Linked DNA regions of Mus musculus: all the other regions are linked to region 4. The links are chromatin contacts, called in public promoter capture Hi-C maps. All regions are on one chromosome and are shown on one strand. Each heading gives the region's core, a stretch centred on a gene start, on an enhancer-like site or on the middle of the called end of the contact. The rest is flanking DNA. Distances are from core to core; before and after follow the strand shown. Region 1 overlaps Vps13d (vacuolar protein sorting 13D). Region 2 has its middle 38 kb from the start of Aadacl4fm5. Region 3 has its middle 22 kb from the start of Gm42344. Region 4 holds the start of Tnfrsf8 (tumor necrosis factor receptor superfamily, member 8).

What was found. Promoter capture Hi-C pulls out the DNA fragments that hold promoters and counts their contacts.
Region 1: a promoter capture Hi-C map of embryonic stem cells shows a contact between it and region 4, with 12 read pairs. The contact joins the enhancer-like site here to the promoter of Tnfrsf8 in region 4. A contact is called at or near these places in 2 of 39 promoter capture datasets (embryonic stem cells and pre-B cells), 1 of 115 datasets of contacts at active chromatin or transcription factors (microglia) and 2 of 9 other capture datasets (embryonic stem cells and liver).
Region 2: a contact with region 4 is called in a promoter capture Hi-C map of embryonic stem cells, with 10 read pairs. The contact joins the enhancer-like site here to the promoter of Tnfrsf8 in region 4. A contact is called at or near these places in 7 of 39 promoter capture datasets (cranial neural crest, embryonic stem cells, frontonasal cranial neural crest and 2 more), 1 of 484 Hi-C or Micro-C datasets (bone marrow-derived macrophages), 1 of 115 datasets of contacts at active chromatin or transcription factors (embryonic stem cells) and 2 of 9 other capture datasets (adipose tissue and macrophages).
Region 3: a contact with region 4 is called in a promoter capture Hi-C map of embryonic stem cells, with 11 read pairs. The contact joins the enhancer-like site here to the promoter of Tnfrsf8 in region 4. A contact is called at or near these places in 3 of 39 promoter capture datasets (embryonic stem cells and pre-B cells) and 4 of 115 datasets of contacts at active chromatin or transcription factors (embryonic stem cells and epiblast stem cells).

Annotation. Positions count from the first base shown.
Region 1 is chr4:144,991,232-144,993,931 of GRCm38.p6, reverse strand. The region is part of intron 67 of Vps13d (vacuolar protein sorting 13D); the gene reads left to right. Among named protein-coding and RNA genes, the nearest start is that of Gm36317, 29 kb to the right of the region's middle. Within about 2 kb of position 1,326, at least 28 of the 459 cell types and tissues checked have an H3K27ac peak or open chromatin away from gene starts, as enhancers often do. A contact at or near this core is called in embryonic stem cells, where this site is marked.
Region 2 is chr4:144,823,633-144,826,332 of GRCm38.p6, reverse strand. No RefSeq gene overlaps it. Among named protein-coding and RNA genes, the nearest start is that of Aadacl4fm5, 38 kb to the right of the region's middle. Within about 2 kb of position 1,317, at least 4 of the 459 cell types and tissues checked have an H3K27ac peak or open chromatin away from gene starts, as enhancers often do. A contact at or near this core is called in embryonic stem cells, where this site is marked.
Region 3 is chr4:144,933,685-144,936,384 of GRCm38.p6, reverse strand. It overlaps a transcript of Vps13d not described here. Among named protein-coding and RNA genes, the nearest start is that of Gm42344, 22 kb to the left of the region's middle. Within about 2 kb of position 1,389, at least 27 of the 459 cell types and tissues checked have an H3K27ac peak or open chromatin away from gene starts, as enhancers often do. A contact at or near this core is called in embryonic stem cells and epiblast stem cells, where this site is marked.
Region 4 is chr4:145,313,776-145,316,475 of GRCm38.p6, reverse strand. Tnfrsf8 (tumor necrosis factor receptor superfamily, member 8) reads left to right here and starts at 1,312. Exons shown (of 13, transcript NM_009401.3): 1 at 1,312-1,454. The coding sequence starts at 1,392.

The DNA.
Region 1 (2,700 bases), core at 77-2,576, 320 kb after region 4:
AGAAAAGTCTGAGTGCTCATTCCCTCATGACCTGCCAGTTTGCAACATACACAAACCAGAGTCTACAGTGATCTGCATATCCACTCTTCTTAATGCCACCTTGTGCCCCTCCTTGCTTGTGTTCAGTGGCCGTCAACATACAGCATAAGAGCACTTCTGGCCTGCGTCACCCAGGGGTCCTGATTCAATAAGAGTCACAGGACCTTTCGAGTGCAGTGCGTGTTTAATGTGACACAGATGGGGGACATCCCGCAGACCTTTCTGCTTTGCAAATTTTCAGCTTTTTGCATTTCATCAGCATTGCTTATTGTTTACAGACTGTAACCAGAGACAGCAGAACAGACTGTAATTTTTAAAAAGGTTTGGGGGGGGGTGGGGTGACGGGGCCGCAGGGGATTTGGGAGAGAAAAAAATCCAGTAGTGTGGAATGTTGTTTGCTATCCAGACCAAACAAACCAGTTTGCCAAGGGTTGATGGACTATGACAGTCAGCCTGGCCCATGTTAACACTGGGCAGCACGTAATTAACAGACAGCTTGACCGTTTTATCACCAAATAAAGAATACTCTCTGTCACAGGTGGAACATCCTGGTCCCAGGCAGAAATGAGCCTGTCATAGAGGGACCAAAGGGTATGGCCAAGATGCCAGCTTTGCTCTGTTTCTTTCCTGCCTAGAAAGGACCCTGCTGAAGCCAGTTCCTATTCAGACACACAGCTGTTCTCCTTATCCCCTTCCTGTAGGGGCTTATGCCTGGCCCTATGGTGAGAGTCAAAACAAAGAGAAGGGTCTTTTTTGGTATGAAAAATTAGGATAGTCTGGAGGGCATTGGACCAGAGCCAGACAGACACAAGCTTCAAGACAGTGTCATCTCTGATTCTTAGATGGTGCAGCTTGCTAAAGGTGGCCTTGGCTTCTGTGAGAGCTTAGCTATTGGTTAAGCCTAAGGATTAACAGCAAGAAACCCACCTGGTGAGAAGGGGCATGGGGACTGGAGGTGACTTGTCTCCAAGGTCAAAGAAACCTAAAGCTTGGTCTGATATCCTATGAGCCATATAAGAAATTCACTCCGAATAGGCCTCTTCTTGGGGATTAAATGAAATCAGAGTCCTGACCATTGGGTCAGACAAGCAATGTCAAGATGACTATTGCTTCCCTAGGAGGAGCTGGGTCCAAAGTGGCTGCCAGACTTCTGAGCCCATTTTTTTCCTTCTCAGAAAAATGCAGACATGGTACAGTCCCCCAAAGCTGCCAGTTACCTCTGGGAGCATGTGACCTGGGCCAAGAGTTTCCTAGTGTCCCCCACAGGGAATTGCCAGCATTCCTGCGCTCCAGGGGTTCCTGGGTCATTCCCAGTTTCCAGCCTTCGCTTCTTTTCTGCTCCAGAGGCCTTGCTGCCTGCCAACCTTCCCTAATCACCTGACCCTCCTGCATCAGCTCCTACAGTTTCCAGCGACTTACATTTCATCTTGGGTGGATCTGGGCTGGAAGGAGGTGTACCTGTCTTAGAACATTTGTTTCTCCCTCAGCCCCCTACAGCTCAGCTGAAAGACCTAAACCAGGGGCACAAAGACCGGACAGCTTTTACTCCGTCAGAGTTCTCTCTTTTTCTACTTTCCCTTTCTTCCAGCCTCTTCCCTCTGTGTGACAGGAAGATGTGAGAAGCCCTGAGGCTGAGCAGGTAGTCCCGAAGCAGCAAGTCCCTAAGCCACAGTACCTCCAAGTCTACCTGGCTTTGGCCCTGATAGAGACTGTGAGGTAGCAGTAGCTGTACAGGAGAGGTTGTTTTACAAACACAATAAGAGAAAGTGTTTTGCCAGTAATACACGTACATATGTGCATACATACATGCTATATATTACCATGTATATCTTTACCATATATATGGTATATGTGTATGTATATGTGTATATATATATATATACACATATACAATGTGTGTGTTTGTGTGTTATTATGTATAGTGTATGTATTGTAAACCCTTGACTATGGTGAATTTTCCTAAAGGCAATACTCTGAGATTATTCCAGCTCTAAGAATTTCAATGAATATTGAATTCTAGCTGATGAGCACTGCTTTTTTACAAACATTATTTCAGGAAATTAATATCTGAATAGAGCAGGGAAAATGCTTTTGTGTCCATTTTCCAGCATGCTTTTAAGGAGTCACACTTATTGGGAGCCATGTCACAGACCTTATACACACACACACACACACACACACACACACACACACACCATATTAGTGCTTGTGGCAGTGAAACTCTAAATATCACACTCTCAGATTGGGCTGAGTTTTGTTTGGTTTGGGGTTTGCATTTGCTGTTGTTTTTCAAGACAGGGTTTCTCTTTGTATCCCAGGCTGTCCTGGAACTCAGTGTGTAGACCAGGCTGGCCTCTATCTCAGAGATTCTCCTCCCTCTGCCTCCCCAGTGCTGGGATTAAAGTTGTTCATTACCACACTGAGGCAAGGATTTGGGTTTTTGAGGCAAAGGCTCAGATTGTAGCTCAGGCTGGCCTGGAACTCATTATGCAGCCCAAACTGACCTCAGACTTGATAATCTTCCTGTTTAATCTCTCAAGTGCTGGGATTAAAGGTGATAGCCACTGTACCCAGCCACATTTATGAGTTTTAAATTGATTTACTTGTTCTAAGGAAGAGGTGGGGATAGACAGTTAATTTTATGAGTCCTACTGTGTGCTG
Region 2 (2,700 bases), core at 68-2,567, 490 kb after region 4:
GGAAAATGCAATGATGTAGAAAATGAGCCTTAAAGTCTACTGGGATTGATGTGTGGCTGGGATTGATGTGTGGCTTTGTCCTAGCAGAGCTGGCAATCCTCACTTCAGAGGAATTGAGGCAGATATCCATGCCAATCATGGCAGCTTCTGTCCCTGGGGCTGCAGTTGGATGTGGTATGCTGATCATGGCTGCTTTGGACTGTGTATTCTCTTGCAGATAGTTATCATAATCTGTGCAGCTGCCTGGCCCACAAGACAGACTCAGTGGAGGTGATGGTAGGGTGACTGACTTGAGTAATTATTGACTTATATATGCCAGGGTGTTGTTTGGCATGATCTGGGTTACTTTAGCTCACAGAAAGGAGCTCTGACCTCTGCATGTTTTTGTATGTACACATCCTGTGTATACATAGGAGGTCAGAGTTATCCAGGAGTTGACAATAGCTTATTCACATTTCACATGGAGTGTCTAACATCTTAGTCCTTTAAAGAGTCAGTTGCTTTTGTTTCTCTAGTGGTGGCCACTGCTATCTCTATCCCCTTTATGTCTCTCTGCTGTTGAAATCTACTGCTGTTGTCAGCACTGCTTTTATGTTACCCCTTATTGCTATTTTTGATGATTTCCGTATGTTCCTGTCATGGACACTGGAGAGTCCTCTTGAGTCTGTTATCACTGTTCTCAAGGCTTCTGGTTTCTTCCATGGTCCAGTCATCGCCATTGTCTAACCATCAGTGGCCCTTGTGGCTCTACCATTGTCAAGTCTCAGCTCTACTGTGGTTTCGACCTCTTCTGTCACTGCTACCAATACTTCCTTCTGGTGACCTGTTTAGATTGCTCTACAAAGGCAGGCAGGAAACAACTTCTAGTGAGAGGCTGTTTGAGTCTAATGTTGCAATCCCAGGAGACAGCTAACATAGAAAGATGCCTCCCAGCTGACTCATAAAGTGAGCACAATAGCTTGCTAATCTAATCAGAAAGATATTGATCTCCAGCATCAGTAGGCATTTATACAGAATTGTGTTTATGAGAAGCATTATATTGTCCATGTTGTGCCAGGCTAGAGTTCCTCTGTTGTGGTAAATATTATTTGGGAGTTTCTACCCCACCTTAGACCATTTAGTTGCCAAATAAAGCAAACAAAACTTTTCAACCCTCTTTGCTAGTTTGTCTACTTGCTTATCAGTAACCCTGAGATATCATTTGTCCTGTTCTACCTAGGCCACTCCTACTCCAACAGGCCAGTTCTCAAGGCCAGACGCTCACCACCTACCTCCCTCATAATACCTTTCTCCTTCCTCTTCTCCTCTCTCTGTGATCTTTGCCTCTGACCTTAACCCAGGAACTGAAGCCCCTCCTATCTCTTTTCTGCCCTGCTACAGGTGGTAGACAACTTTATTCAATGAATAGTTTTAAATTCAGAAACAAAGTTTGCACAACAAAAGCTGGCATACAGAAGAATTCACTCATTGTGCAGCAACTAGACTTTGGAATACAGAATTTAGCATCGTAATACATAGTAACAGACCAAACCTCAATGGCCTCTGATGTTTCTTTGGCCTCAAATTGCAAGGGCAGTCTGCTTCTAATTGTTTGAGACACTTTTGGCTGTGGCTATGACTTGAAGAGCTAGAGTGGTTTTAGAGGCAAGTGGCACAATTATTGTGTAGCTTTCTCAATGTTTGTATGTTGTTCAAAATGATCAGTACTGGTATAAATTTAGCTGGCCATTTGACTAACAGTCATTTTCTCAAAGGAGCCCCACAGAGGAGTCTAAGAGCTCCCAGTTAAGGAGTTCAGTTGCCTTATCTTCTAACACTTTTACTTCAGCACTGGTAAAATAAACATTAGGAAAAAGGCCTTATTACTAAGACTAGTATCAATTTAGCATGTGTTTAGTGGTAGTTTTAACAATGTTCACCATGCTCCTAGTACATCAGGGAGAGATGAGCCTGGAACATGAGACCAGCAGGGTCCCAGTGGCCAGTTTTGGTTCTTTGCTGGTAGTCCAGTTTTCTAAGACAGCATCTTTGAACTTTCTGGATTCTGTGCACAGTGTGCTCATTTATGGAAATCATCGTGTGGGTGGGAATTGAGAATCCTGGCTTCCCTGAATCTCAAGGCTCCTCAAGTTCATGTAGGGAAATTGAGGGTTGTCATTTTCACTTGTTAGGATCACTGTGAGGATTGAATCAGGTTTGTTCTCCTTTGTCTCCTGTGACCTAGTTGCAAAGAGGCATGTTGTGTTTTGTTGGGAGTGACCTTGTTAGAACGTTAGCTGCTTTGCTTGCTGGCATAAAGTCCTGGCCTCTGTGGGAAAGTACTAGTCCAGCTGAGTACAAATAGACATAGATCCTGAAGTCAGAGGAGAACAAATAGCTATAAATCTTGTGCATAGGTAAACGGTTTACCCAGTCAATATCCTGTTCCTGGGAACAGGTGCATTACCCAGAGACAAAGCAACCCCCCTCTACCCCCTTCCTGCTTCTATGAGTATATAACCTGTGTGGGAAAAATAAAAATCTGTCAGCTTGATCAGGATATCTTGTCTTGCTGTCCATTCTTTGTGTTTCTTGTCCCCCATTCTCTTCTAGGTGCCCCTCAAGTCCCTGTTCGACTGTCCTGTGGGTCAGTGCAATCTGGTGCCCAGAATGTGGGGCTCCCCGGGGATATCTGAGGAAGAGAACGCTGCTCACTATTGG
Region 3 (2,700 bases), core at 140-2,639, 380 kb after region 4:
GTATGTATGTATATGTATGCATTCACATACACATATAAAAGGCAGAGGAAGACTTGGCTAATTGCTCTTCTTTTAGGTTTTATTATTTTATGTGTGTGAGTACACTGTCACTGTCTTCAGACACACCAGAAGAGGTCATTGGATCCCATCACGGCTTGTTGTGAGCCACCATGTGGTTGCTGGGAATTGAACTCGGGACCTTTGGAAGAACAGTCTGTGCTATTAACCACTGAGCCATCTCTCCAGCCCCAGAGGAAGACTTGGAATGTCCTGTTCTATTTCTTTATGCTTTATTTCCTTGTGATGAGTTGCTGAGAACTGAGTTAGCTTGGTAACCAGCAAGCCCAAGGAATCCTCCTGTTTCTTTTATCCCTAACCCACCTGCCCACAGTTGCCATAATTAAGGGCCCTTAATCATTCATGGGGATTTGTACTTGGGTCCTCATGCTTGTACAGCAATGCCCTTATTGAGCCATCTCCTTAGTCCCATCAAGGTACTAGCTTTGTCCCCAGACCTTGAGGTGGGAAGGAGAGAAGGACAGAAAAATGAGGGAGAGAAGAGAAGAGAGGAGAAGAGAGGAGAAGAGAAGAGGAGAGGAGAGGGGAGGGGAGGGGAGGGGAGAAGAGACACAGACAGAGACAGAGAGGAACAGAGAGAGACAGAGAGACAGAGAGACAGAGAGAGAGAGAGAGAGAGAGAGAGAGAGAGAGAGAGAGAGAGAGAGAGAGAGAGAGAGAGAGAGAGAGAGAGAGAGAGAGAGAGAGGTACACTTCACAACTTCCCACTCCACAGTGGGAGGCCAGCACATTCTATTCACAAAAGTCACAGAAGCCACCTGCTTGTCCTTCCAAAGTTGGGCTGAGAGTTGTTTCAGATTCCAGCAAGGAAGGCAATGACATGGCAGATATGGCAAGAAGTGTCCAGGTTGGGACAGATAAAGATGTTGGCAAGTCATGGTAAGTACTGGATGGCTTCTTCACAAAGACAGAAGGCCAGGGATTAAAAGCAGGATTTTGTAATGAGACTCTGGGGTTCAAATCCCAACTGTACCATTGCTTAGACTTGTCTCCTTGCTAAGCATACTCTGGGTCTGTCCCACTAGGCTCACAGTGACTCATTGCTGTTATTGCAAAGTAAAGGAGATACACATTTGTTAATGGATGTTTAGTAGTGCTCAGTGTGTTAGTTCATTATTTGTATTTCTCTTTAGAGTTTTCCCTCAGTGGCTCTATGCTTCAGATGAGGAAAGAGGCTTGGGAAGGTTAAGTTCAGGTTAAGGTGAAACTCATGGTCCCACTCAACTAAGACTCAGCCAGGTATGGATGGCTTCAAGCTCCAGACTCATCCCTGCCCTGCCTCCTTCCTGGCTCTCAGCAGGTCTGGATGGAAAGCCAAGCCAGCTTCTCTTCATTTGGCATCTCACACAGAGCACACAGCAGGGCAGTAAGTCTAACATGGTAAAGAAGGGTGGACTGGGTTATACCCTCACCTCTCCACCCTCAGCAAGAAGCCAAGGCACTTGGACCCCAGAGTGGCACTTGTGGTATGCAGTCTGCAGTCCCAACTCACACTCACACTTGGTGGAGCAGCTTACAAAACCCAGAGCCCAGTCCTACTGCCTCTCCCAGTCTGGGGTTTTGCCCAGGCCCAAGTCACCTTCCCAGGCAGGATCCAATTACAAACCAGCTGCAGCAGGGGATTGAGCTCAGCGTGTGTCTTCTTCAACTGCTTATTTCCTTTGTCTTGTGAGTCTTGAAAAATGAAAGGAATGATAAGGATTTGGGGGTGGGGGGAGTTGTGCTGGAAAATTCTGCAGATACTGGTTATCTCACCAGGAGGGAGGCATGGATGCCTGAGCAGGATTAGAGATTCTAGCCCTGGGACAGAGAGATGCTCTTGCTCCTGGATCAGCTAACCTTTTAGGGATCAGGCCACTAAAGCATCCTAGACTTCAGTTTCCACAGCTAGCAACAAACAATGCTAACTGCCTTTTTTGTTGTTGTTTGTTTTTTGTTTTATTTTGAGACAGGGCCTCTCTGAATAACCCTGGCTGTTCTGGAACTCACTATGTAGGTCAGGCTGGCCTTGAATTTACAGAGCTCTGCCTGCTTCTGCCTCCTGAGTGCTGGGATTAAAAGCATGCTCTGCCACATCCAGCAGATGGTGGGCTTTTGAAACCTCAAAGGCCACTCTTGGTGCCACACTTCCTCTAGCAAGGCCATACCTCCTAATCCTTCCCAAACAGTTCCACTAACTGGGGACCAAGTGTTCAAATATATGAGCCTGTGGGAGTCCATTCCTATTTAAGTCACCACACTTCCACAACTCTGAGTTGTTGCAAAGAAGAAACAAATGGCCTGAAGACCAAATATTCCCACCAGGGTGACTCAGCTCTGTAGGAAACATTTCATAGAGTCCCAGGGTTATTTTTGATTGTCATAACTGTGAAAGATGAAGACAGTGGTACTGTCAGGTCTCCAGTAGAGCTCAGGACAGCCCTGCCAGTGGCCCTGTCCACGACGTCAGGAATACTGGGATGAAGTCTTGAACATTTTGCAATACACTGTGGTTTTTCAGGCTCAGGGGCTCCACTTGCACATAGAAGGGGCTTCCCTATTTGCAGCCATTGCTGAAGAGTCTACTTATGCAGACAGCCAGGTTGTGCCAGATGCTCTGCCCTCATGGGATGTCTGGTCTTA
Region 4 (2,700 bases), core at 63-2,562:
GCTTGAAAGAAGCCACTCTCCCATCTTTAGAGCACATAGGTAGCATGCCTGTTTTCTCGGTGTTGGTTTCTATGTTTGAAAACAAAGCAATACCAGACAAAAGCAGTGAGCACCTGCTAGTCAGTGCTCAGCAGTGACCATGTGCTGCCAGTACTCACAGAAGCAATCAGGAGAGCCTGGAGTCCGAGGAGCCCCACATTCGAACAGCAGCTTGGGGAATAGAATAAGGCAGACTTCAGGTGAGGCTCCAGGGTGCCAGCTATATCCACCAGGCAAAAAAGGGCAGGGATACCTGTGGATTGATTAACATATGCCCTAGTCTTCACATAGTTCGTTCACTGGTCAGTCCACCCACCTGCCTACCCATGCTCCATGCAGGCATCCACTAATCCATCTATTGCTTTATGCATCCATTTCCCCTTTACCCCATATCCATTCATTCCCTCATCTCATCAGTCCTCCCATCATCTACCTACTCATCCATCTACCCATCCATCCATATATCCATTACCTAATCTCTTCATTCATTCCCCAACCCTCCCACTCACTTAACCATTCACAGATATCTTTTCATCCATCCACCCATCCCTTCATTCTGTGACCCTCTCATCCATTTACCATCCGTCCACTTCATCACTCATTTGTTCTCTATTCACCTACCCCATCTGCCCATCCATCCTTCCTTGCTTCCATCCATCCATCCATCCATCCATCCATCCATCCATATTCCAATCCACGTGTTCTCTTTCCACTCATCCATCAATTCATCCATCCCCTCATCCATTTATGCATTTGTTCTCATCTTCCTCACCCATCTACCCATCCATCCATTCCCTCATCCTCCCACCCACACTTCCATCCATTTGTTCTCTATTCGCCCATTCATTCCCCGTGCAGGGCTGGCTTTACTTTACAGCAAATGTTACAATGAAGAAGTGCTCATTTTTCTCGAAACTCTCCTCACTCTGTCCCTTCCAAAGAATCCTGATGATGTGGGCTTAGAATCTCACCCTTCCTGGGGGTGGGGAATGGGGCTAGAGGCCTCAGGATTCTGTACCTCTCAGACTCCTGAGTCCTGTACCTTTAGAGCTGAGCCGGCTTCCCGGTTCCTCTTCAAATCCGGGGCGGATCATTCAAAACGCAGGGGAGCCCCCTGCGTGCGTGCGCTGTGGCTAGCCCTGAGTCATCTCTGCACGTGGTGGCCCCTTCTCTCTTAGGCTTCACAGGCAGGCAGATCGCTGCATCACAGGTGGTAAGAGGGTGGGGGAGGGAAGGATTAGGGCTGAACCCGAAGAAGGGTTAGGAAGGCGCAGTCACATTAGAAGTGATTTCACCGCGGGAGAGTCAGGGTGCCGGCAGGTGGCCAGGCGCTGGAGACTCGGGAAGCCAAGATGAGCGCCCTACTCACCGCAGCGGGGTTGCTGTTCCTGGGGATGCTTCAAGCCTTCCCAACGGTAAGGGAATGACAGTAGCCCCGGACACTGTGCGAGAGCAGTGGCTAGAGTAAAGGAGGACAAGGCAACCTCTCACCTTATTCCCCAACTCAAACTAGAGTGAGGGGGCACAGGAGGCAACTAAAATATGCAAGCATCCACAGGTGGGTGGATAACTGAAGAGTAAAGTTAGAGCTTCTCTCGTCACAAACGCAGGTAGTCGATAGTTGGGAGCAGTTTGCTCCTTCATTATCCGTGAGTTGAACCCGGAGCAAGAGAAAGCTGTTCCTTTCCTGTTCTGTTACTGCTGCCCCAGAGGGGGTCCTGGATAGAGAAACTTGAGTATGCCCTTGTTTTGCCAGAGGATGATAACGGGTTGTTTGTGCATCCGTAGGCTGGAAGGGCTGAGGAAAGAGAGGAGGGGGTGAATGAGAGCAAAGGTGGGGGTCTGGCCAGCTGGTGATGTGGGCTGGGTGCCCTGGAGCAAGCACATGGTGGATATTTGTCCCAGGAGCAAGTCAGTGCTGTCTCTGGTTCTATAGTTGAAAGCCCCAGAAATAAGTCTGGTCAATGAGTTAGGAAAACTGAACAATTCCTAGGGGCCAATGCCACACTAGGCATTAGTGTGTGGGAAGGAGACAGGACTTTGAAGAGCCACTCAGATAATCTTCTTTACGGAACCTAAGGTCTACATGGAAGAAAAAAGTGCATGGCTGAATGGTAGCTGGGGGAGGGAGACAAGGGACAGCAGCAGGCTTGCTGGACATGAGGTGTCTCTGCTAGAGAGGTGTGAAGACAAGGGAGGAGAGAGGGCAGGAGAGAGATGGTAGGAAGGTGTCCCTTTCATCTCCAGTGGGCAGTGTGACACCTGCCCTGCAGAGGGCAGAAGTGAGCAGAGGAGCCGTCCTACCCTACCTCACCCCCATGCCCGAAGCCCTCATTCGGGGAAGGTAAGAGTTTGGAGCAACAAGGACCCTGGAAGATGAAGGAAAAAGTAGGATGTGAAAGTGGGGAGGTTTGGTTTCTTTTCTCCTACTAAGTCGAAACATTTTTTGATCAGGGCATGGCACATTCTTACATGAGTATGTAGGTTTAAGGACAACTCTGGGAGTTGGTTCTCTCCTTTGACCCTGTGGGTTCCAGGAATAGAACTCAGGTCATCAGGTTTGGCAGCTAGTGCCTTTACCCACAGAACCATCTCACAGGCCTGTGAAAACATGTTTTACAATTAAAGCCGTGTACTTACTACTACCTGGAATGTGTGAAA